Linked DNA regions of Sus scrofa: region 2 is linked to region 1. The links are chromatin contacts, called in public promoter capture Hi-C maps. All regions are on one chromosome and are shown on one strand. The core of a region is the stretch at or near the end of the contact, and the rest is flanking DNA. Distances in the headings are between cores, read along the strand shown. Region 1 holds the start of SREBF2 (sterol regulatory element-binding protein 2). Region 2 holds the start of CYP2D25 (vitamin D3 25-Hydroxylase).

Evidence for each region. Promoter capture Hi-C pulls out the DNA fragments that hold promoters and counts their contacts.
Region 2: a promoter capture Hi-C map of liver shows a contact between it and region 1, with 2.9 times the contacts expected there. The contact joins the promoter of CYP2D25 here to the promoter of SREBF2 in region 1. A contact is called at or near these places in 1 of 5 promoter capture datasets (liver) and 1 of 47 Hi-C or Micro-C datasets (liver).

Annotation. Positions count from the first base shown.
Region 1 is chr5:6,783,435-6,786,134 of Sscrofa11.1, reverse strand. It overlaps SREBF2 (sterol regulatory element-binding protein 2), which reads left to right and starts at 1,411. Exons shown (of 19, transcript XM_021091444.1): 1 at 1,411-1,690. The coding sequence starts at 1,603. MEI1 (meiosis inhibitor protein 1) reads left to right here. Exons shown (of 36, transcript XM_021091442.1): 36 at 1-178. CCDC134 (coiled-coil domain-containing protein 134) reads left to right here. Exons shown (of 7, transcript XM_021091452.1): 7 at 1-178.
Region 2 is chr5:6,537,761-6,540,500 of Sscrofa11.1, reverse strand. CYP2D25 (vitamin D3 25-Hydroxylase) reads right to left here and starts at 1,480. Exons shown (of 9, transcript NM_214394.1): 1 at 1,227-1,480; 2 at 73-244. The coding sequence starts at 1,415.

The DNA.
Region 1 (2,700 bases), core at 162-2,661:
TGCTTCTGCTGCAGGGCCTTTGTGTTGTTTGTTCCCTTGGCTATACCAGATGCAGTTCTCATAATTTCAGGTTTCGTCTTAAATATCAATGTTTTCTTTACCGGACCAGAGGCTCTCAGAGGGCAGGAATTGTCTCTTTGCTTGCCCCAGAGATGTTCAATAAATATTGTCAAATGAATGTGCAATGTGATTGGTTGAATTGTGTGATTCCACTTTCCTCACAACTATGAGGGACACTATTCCCATGTTAGAGATGACAAAACTGAAGCTTAGGGCGTTTATTTAGCTCAGAGTCACTCGTTCATAAATGGACCCGTATGCCTGCCTTCACAGGGCCTGTGAAGTCTGTCTTGACCACCAAGCAACAGCTGCCTCTCACAGACCAGCAGTAAACATACTTTCCCCTTTTAATACTGTGAAAGTCGTTGTCAACAGATAGACATTCATGTATGTAATGTTTAATGATGCCATGATAATTACATTGTGTGGATGTAATTTATTCAGCAGGTCGTTATTGGGCTTCCCAATTTTTCTCAATTTACAGAAGACTCTGATGAACGCCTTTGAACACACAAACTTGCAAATTTTTTAAACACTCATATTTGTCTTCCTTATTTATAAATTCCTAGAAACGTGCACATTTGTTTATATCGTGACCAGCTGCAGAACTGAGAAGTTTAAGAGTGGGAATCCGTGGGTGGGTTGCGCCTCATAATCCCCGCATGATGCTCATGCCCGGACCCAACCTCTGGAGGCCTGTGATAGTTCCAGGCACTGGCATTATTTTAAAGGACTGCAAGGGATTCTGATGTACCGGGGTGAGACTGGGTGAGGCTGTCGGAGTAAGCGCGTCGTCGCGGCAGGTGCAAAGGCGCATGAATTGCAAAACATGCTCCACTCTTAGGCGGTTCGCGAGCTTTCGTAGCGCCTTTGCAAGGGGCTTAGCTGGAACGTGACTTTAACGATCTAAGGATTCCTCCGTGCTCCAGTACTAGGGGTCTAGGTTTGATTCCACCCGCTTCCCCAGCGGGCTGGGATCGTGGGGAGGGCGGGAACAGCTGGGAAGATGACGTAATGTGCTTAAGGCTGGCTTCGGGGGCCTCCCGCGGCCGGGGGCGGAACTTGTTAACCCTTCAACTCCCAGCAGTCAGAGGTAGTAGCTTGCGGAGCCAAACCAACAAAAAAGGGAGCGGTTCCTTTAAACGAGGGGAAGAAGGTTGGACTGAGGACCCGGAGCCTTCTCTTCGCATTCGCTAAGAGGCCGCCAGGGGAGGAGCCTTCTTATGCAAATCTGAGCTGCTGATCGTTGACGCGCCATCACCCCACGCGCCGCTCCGCAAGGCGATTGGTCAAGATGGGCCTGGTCCCATTGACAACAAACAAGGGGGTGCGCGGCCTGGGGGCGGGGCCATAGAGGGCGCGGGTTGGGGCGGGGGAATCCCGCCCCGCCCTCCCGCGCAGCGCAAACATGGCGGCGGTTGGCACCGGCCGGTGAGGCAGTACCGGGCGGGAGCTCTTGGGTGTCATGGGTGGTGACGGCGGCACCGCCCTCGCGTCTCCCTGAGCGGGACGGCAGGGGGGTCCTCTGCGCCGAGCCGGGCGATGGACGAAAGCGGCGAGCTGGGCGGTCTGGAGACCATGGAGACCCTCACGGAGCTGGGCGACGAGCTGACCCTAGGGGACATCGACGGTGAGTGATGGGTGGGTGGGTGGATGGGAGTGCGGGGGCGCGCGGAGAGGAAGGGGTTACGGCGGCGCGCGCGGGGGCGCGTACGCCCATCCCCCGGCACCCCAGTCTCGCGCGGGAAGAACCGGCACGCGCGGTCGCCCCGGCAGTCCCCAGCCCTCGGCGCTGCGGGTTTCAGCCCCGCCGGGCCGCTCGGTTTCGGCAGACCATGGGATCTTGTCGGGGGCGTCGCGGGGGAGCGGCCTGAGGGGAGCGCGCGGCCGCCGTTTCCCTTGCGCGCCTACACGCGCCGCCCGAGGTCCCGCTTGCCAGCCAGCGGGCCCACGTCGCACCTGTCACTCCCCGCCCGGCCGCGTGGGCAGCTTGGGATTCCCGGGGCCGGGCCCCCAGGCTCCGCGCGCTCACCCCTCAGGTCTTCTCCGGGTTGAGCCACGGCCCAGTTTCTCCGTGCTTCGGGAAACTTTGGGCAGCGAGCGGCCGCAGAAGCAGGTTGCTGATGAAACGAGTGGTGGCGGCGTAACGTGGACGCATCTCTCCGGGGTTGAGACCGGGCCGCTCCTGCTGTCGTTCTGCACAGGGAGTTGAGCAGCAGGAGTTTTGAGTTGTGGCCCCTCGGGGACAGGCTGGGGAGCGGGTGGCCTTTGTTCCGACGACCTTAACAGCGGAAAGGAAGAGCTGGTAGGAGCCCAGGGATGCTCTCTTGCAATACTCTCATTTGGTGGCTACGGAACCTAAAGTTTGCAGAGGGTCAGCGGCTTGCCCGGGGTCCCCCAGCTGGTTACAGAGCACAGTTCCTGGGCCAGTGTTGGTGTCGCCACTACCTGATCCTGGGGGGTGAGGAGTCCAGTGAATAGGTTAGTCACCAAAATAATAATTCTCAGTAGTTGGGCTCTTCCGATATTCTAGGCCCCAGACACTTTATATTGTTTCACTTATTCCTCACTACAGTCACTCGAGATAGATGTTCTTATTGCTCCTACTTTACAGGACACTGAGAGCAGGAGGTGTTAACT
Region 2 (2,740 bases), core at 231-2,730, 250 kb after region 1:
CTGGCCCTGCGGGTATCGGGTCATTGCTGGCCCAGTCCCGCCAAGGCGCGGTCCACCCCCTCCTCTGCTTGCCTTCGGAGCGCGGCCCGTAACCCAGGTGCTCTAAGATGAACACAGGTGGGCGGTCGGAGGTTTCATGGCTGTGGGACACCAGCGCCTCCCGCACAGCCGCCAGCCCATTGAGCACGACCACGGGCCTCCAGATCTGCTGCAGGCTGAATACATCCCCAAAGCGGCGCCGCAGCTGCAGGCCAAAGGTCAAAGGCGTTTTGTCAAGTTCAGGCCCCACCAGGCTGCAGGCCTAGCCTCACGGCGTTAGCCTTGGGGGACCCCTGCTGCAAGGACTTCATCCAGCCTTAGGACCCTGGGAGTTACATACATTATGGTCCAGGACCTCAAGTTGCCTCAAATCACCCAGCTATGACTGTGTAAAGGTCACCAAAATTGTCAATAGGCCAAGTTAGCACCCCATTTTACAGGGGAAGAAACCAAGGTTCATAAAGGTGAGCACCGGGGCCCAGGGTCTCAAGGTGACAAAAGATTTGAACCAGATCACTGCACCTCTCTCAGCCTGAACTTCCTGATTTAAATAGAGCTCATGGAGTTCCTGATGTGGCACAGTGGAAACGAACCTGACTAGTAACCATGACGTGGCGGGTTCGATTCCTAGCCTCGCTCAGTGGGTTAAAGATCCAGCATTGCCATGAGCTGTGGTGTAGGCTGAAGACATGGCTCAGATCCTATGTTGCTGTGGCTGTGGTGTAGGCCAGCAGCTGCAGCTCTGATTCGACCCCTAGCCTGGGAACCTCCATATGCTGCAAGTGCGGCCCTAAAAACAAACAAACAAAAAAACAAAATAAAGAAATAAATAGAGCTCATGACCAGATGCCCATCCCCCTTCTCAAGACACTTCCTCCTCTGATGTAATCAGAGGGGCTCAGGCTCACACCATTTAGGTGCTGGCCAACCGAATTCCCAGCCTGTAGCCGAGTCATGTCCACCCCAACCCCCACCTCCACCTTTGCCCTCTCTGAACTTTGCTTGGAAAATCTGAACTGTCCTCAGGAACTGCACAAACACCCTCCCTCAGGAAGCCTCTCGAATCTGCCTCCTCTTCTCAGCCCAGCTCCTAGGCCAGACTGTGGCTTTGTCCAGTGACCACAGTCTGCTGCTGTGTGGGGTCCCTAAGACCTTCACTGCCCACTTCCCACCATCACCTTGCTCACCTGGATAAAGCTGAGACGTGGGTCTTGGAAGTTCACTTGTAGCAGGTTACCCAGCCCAGGCAGTGGCATGGGGCCCGGTGGGTAGCGTGGAGCCCAGCGTGAGCGCCGGTGCATCAAGTCCACCAGGAGCAGGAAGATGACCATGGCCAAGGCCAGGATCCCCAGTAAATCCCCAGTCAGCAGACCCATGGCTGCCTCAGTGCACACTGGGCTCCTCACCGCACCAAGCACCTAAGACCAGGCCATGCAGAGCACTCTGAAGGCTTGACCAGCCTAGGCCCATTTTATAAAGGGAGCCGAGACTGGTCTTTGCCCTCTGCTCTGAGCCAACCTGCCAGGGAGACTGGGCTGCCAGAGGGTGCAAGGGGTGGGGGAGGGGCCCGGGAAAGTCAGGTGTGGGTATGGTGACTGTCCCTCCTGCCCTCTCCATGTGCTTGCCGCAAGGACACAAGAAGTCCTCCTTCACCCTGGCCGGATTCCCACCTCTGTAAAACTTCCAAAGAATCAGACGTCTTTACACTTGACTCTGCCACTCTTGTCACTTAGGGCTCACACTCCCTGATGTGGCCACAGCCTCAGCCCCAGAACATACCCTTGTCCTGCTGCCTCCTGAGTGGCCCAGGTTTTTCAGTGGCACCTGCCCAGTGCTGGAGGGAGATCGTCGTGACCAGAGGGACCATCATGGGGGATAAAGGTCTTGGCATCCCCTCATTTCATTAGAACACTGAACACAGACACAGTCACACACTCATAAACCACCCACACACTGCTTACTCACACGCACACATTTACACACCCACAAACCCACACATTAACACATATGTACCACATGTACGCACACACACCCTCTACTTCTCAGTGGCTGCCCAGACCTGACCCCCTACCCCACCCCACCCCAAGGCTGCTCGCAGGGGTGCTGAGGCCCCTCACCTGGCTGGCTGCTGGCTCAGCCCTTTCTTGGCTTCCACCTGGTTGTGGCCGTGGCCACCGGAGTCTGGGGACGGGGAGGCAGGAGGACTGTTTTCAGAGCTCCCTAGTTCCCTGATGGCCCAGAGACCCTTTCCTGTTTGTTACAATTGGTCCTCGGACCTTCTAGCTCTTGCGGCCGTCCATTGCCTTTCTGTGTCATTTCCTGACTCGGAAAAACGTGGAGGGGGCACTTGCCCTTGTTGACTGAGCTACCAGTCAGCCTCCACGGTGGCTTAGCATAGGCTGTGACTGTCCTCAGAGGAACAGGCCTCATGGATCGTGGGGAACTGGGGTTCTGGGACCTCAAGGAGGCAGGGAAACCAGTTTTAAGGCCATTCTACAAAGAGGGTAAGACCCACGGGCACCCTGGTGACATCTCAGATCCAGCCTGGGGTCTCTCAGCTGGCCTCAGGTGAATGTTCCTGTCCCGTCTGGCAGCAATTTTCCACCCAGGACAGCCAGAGAATCAGGTGGTATGAATGGGGCTGGCAGGATGGTTCAAGTGTTCGTCTCACAGTGCCCTTGGATCAATTGCCTTTGCCTAC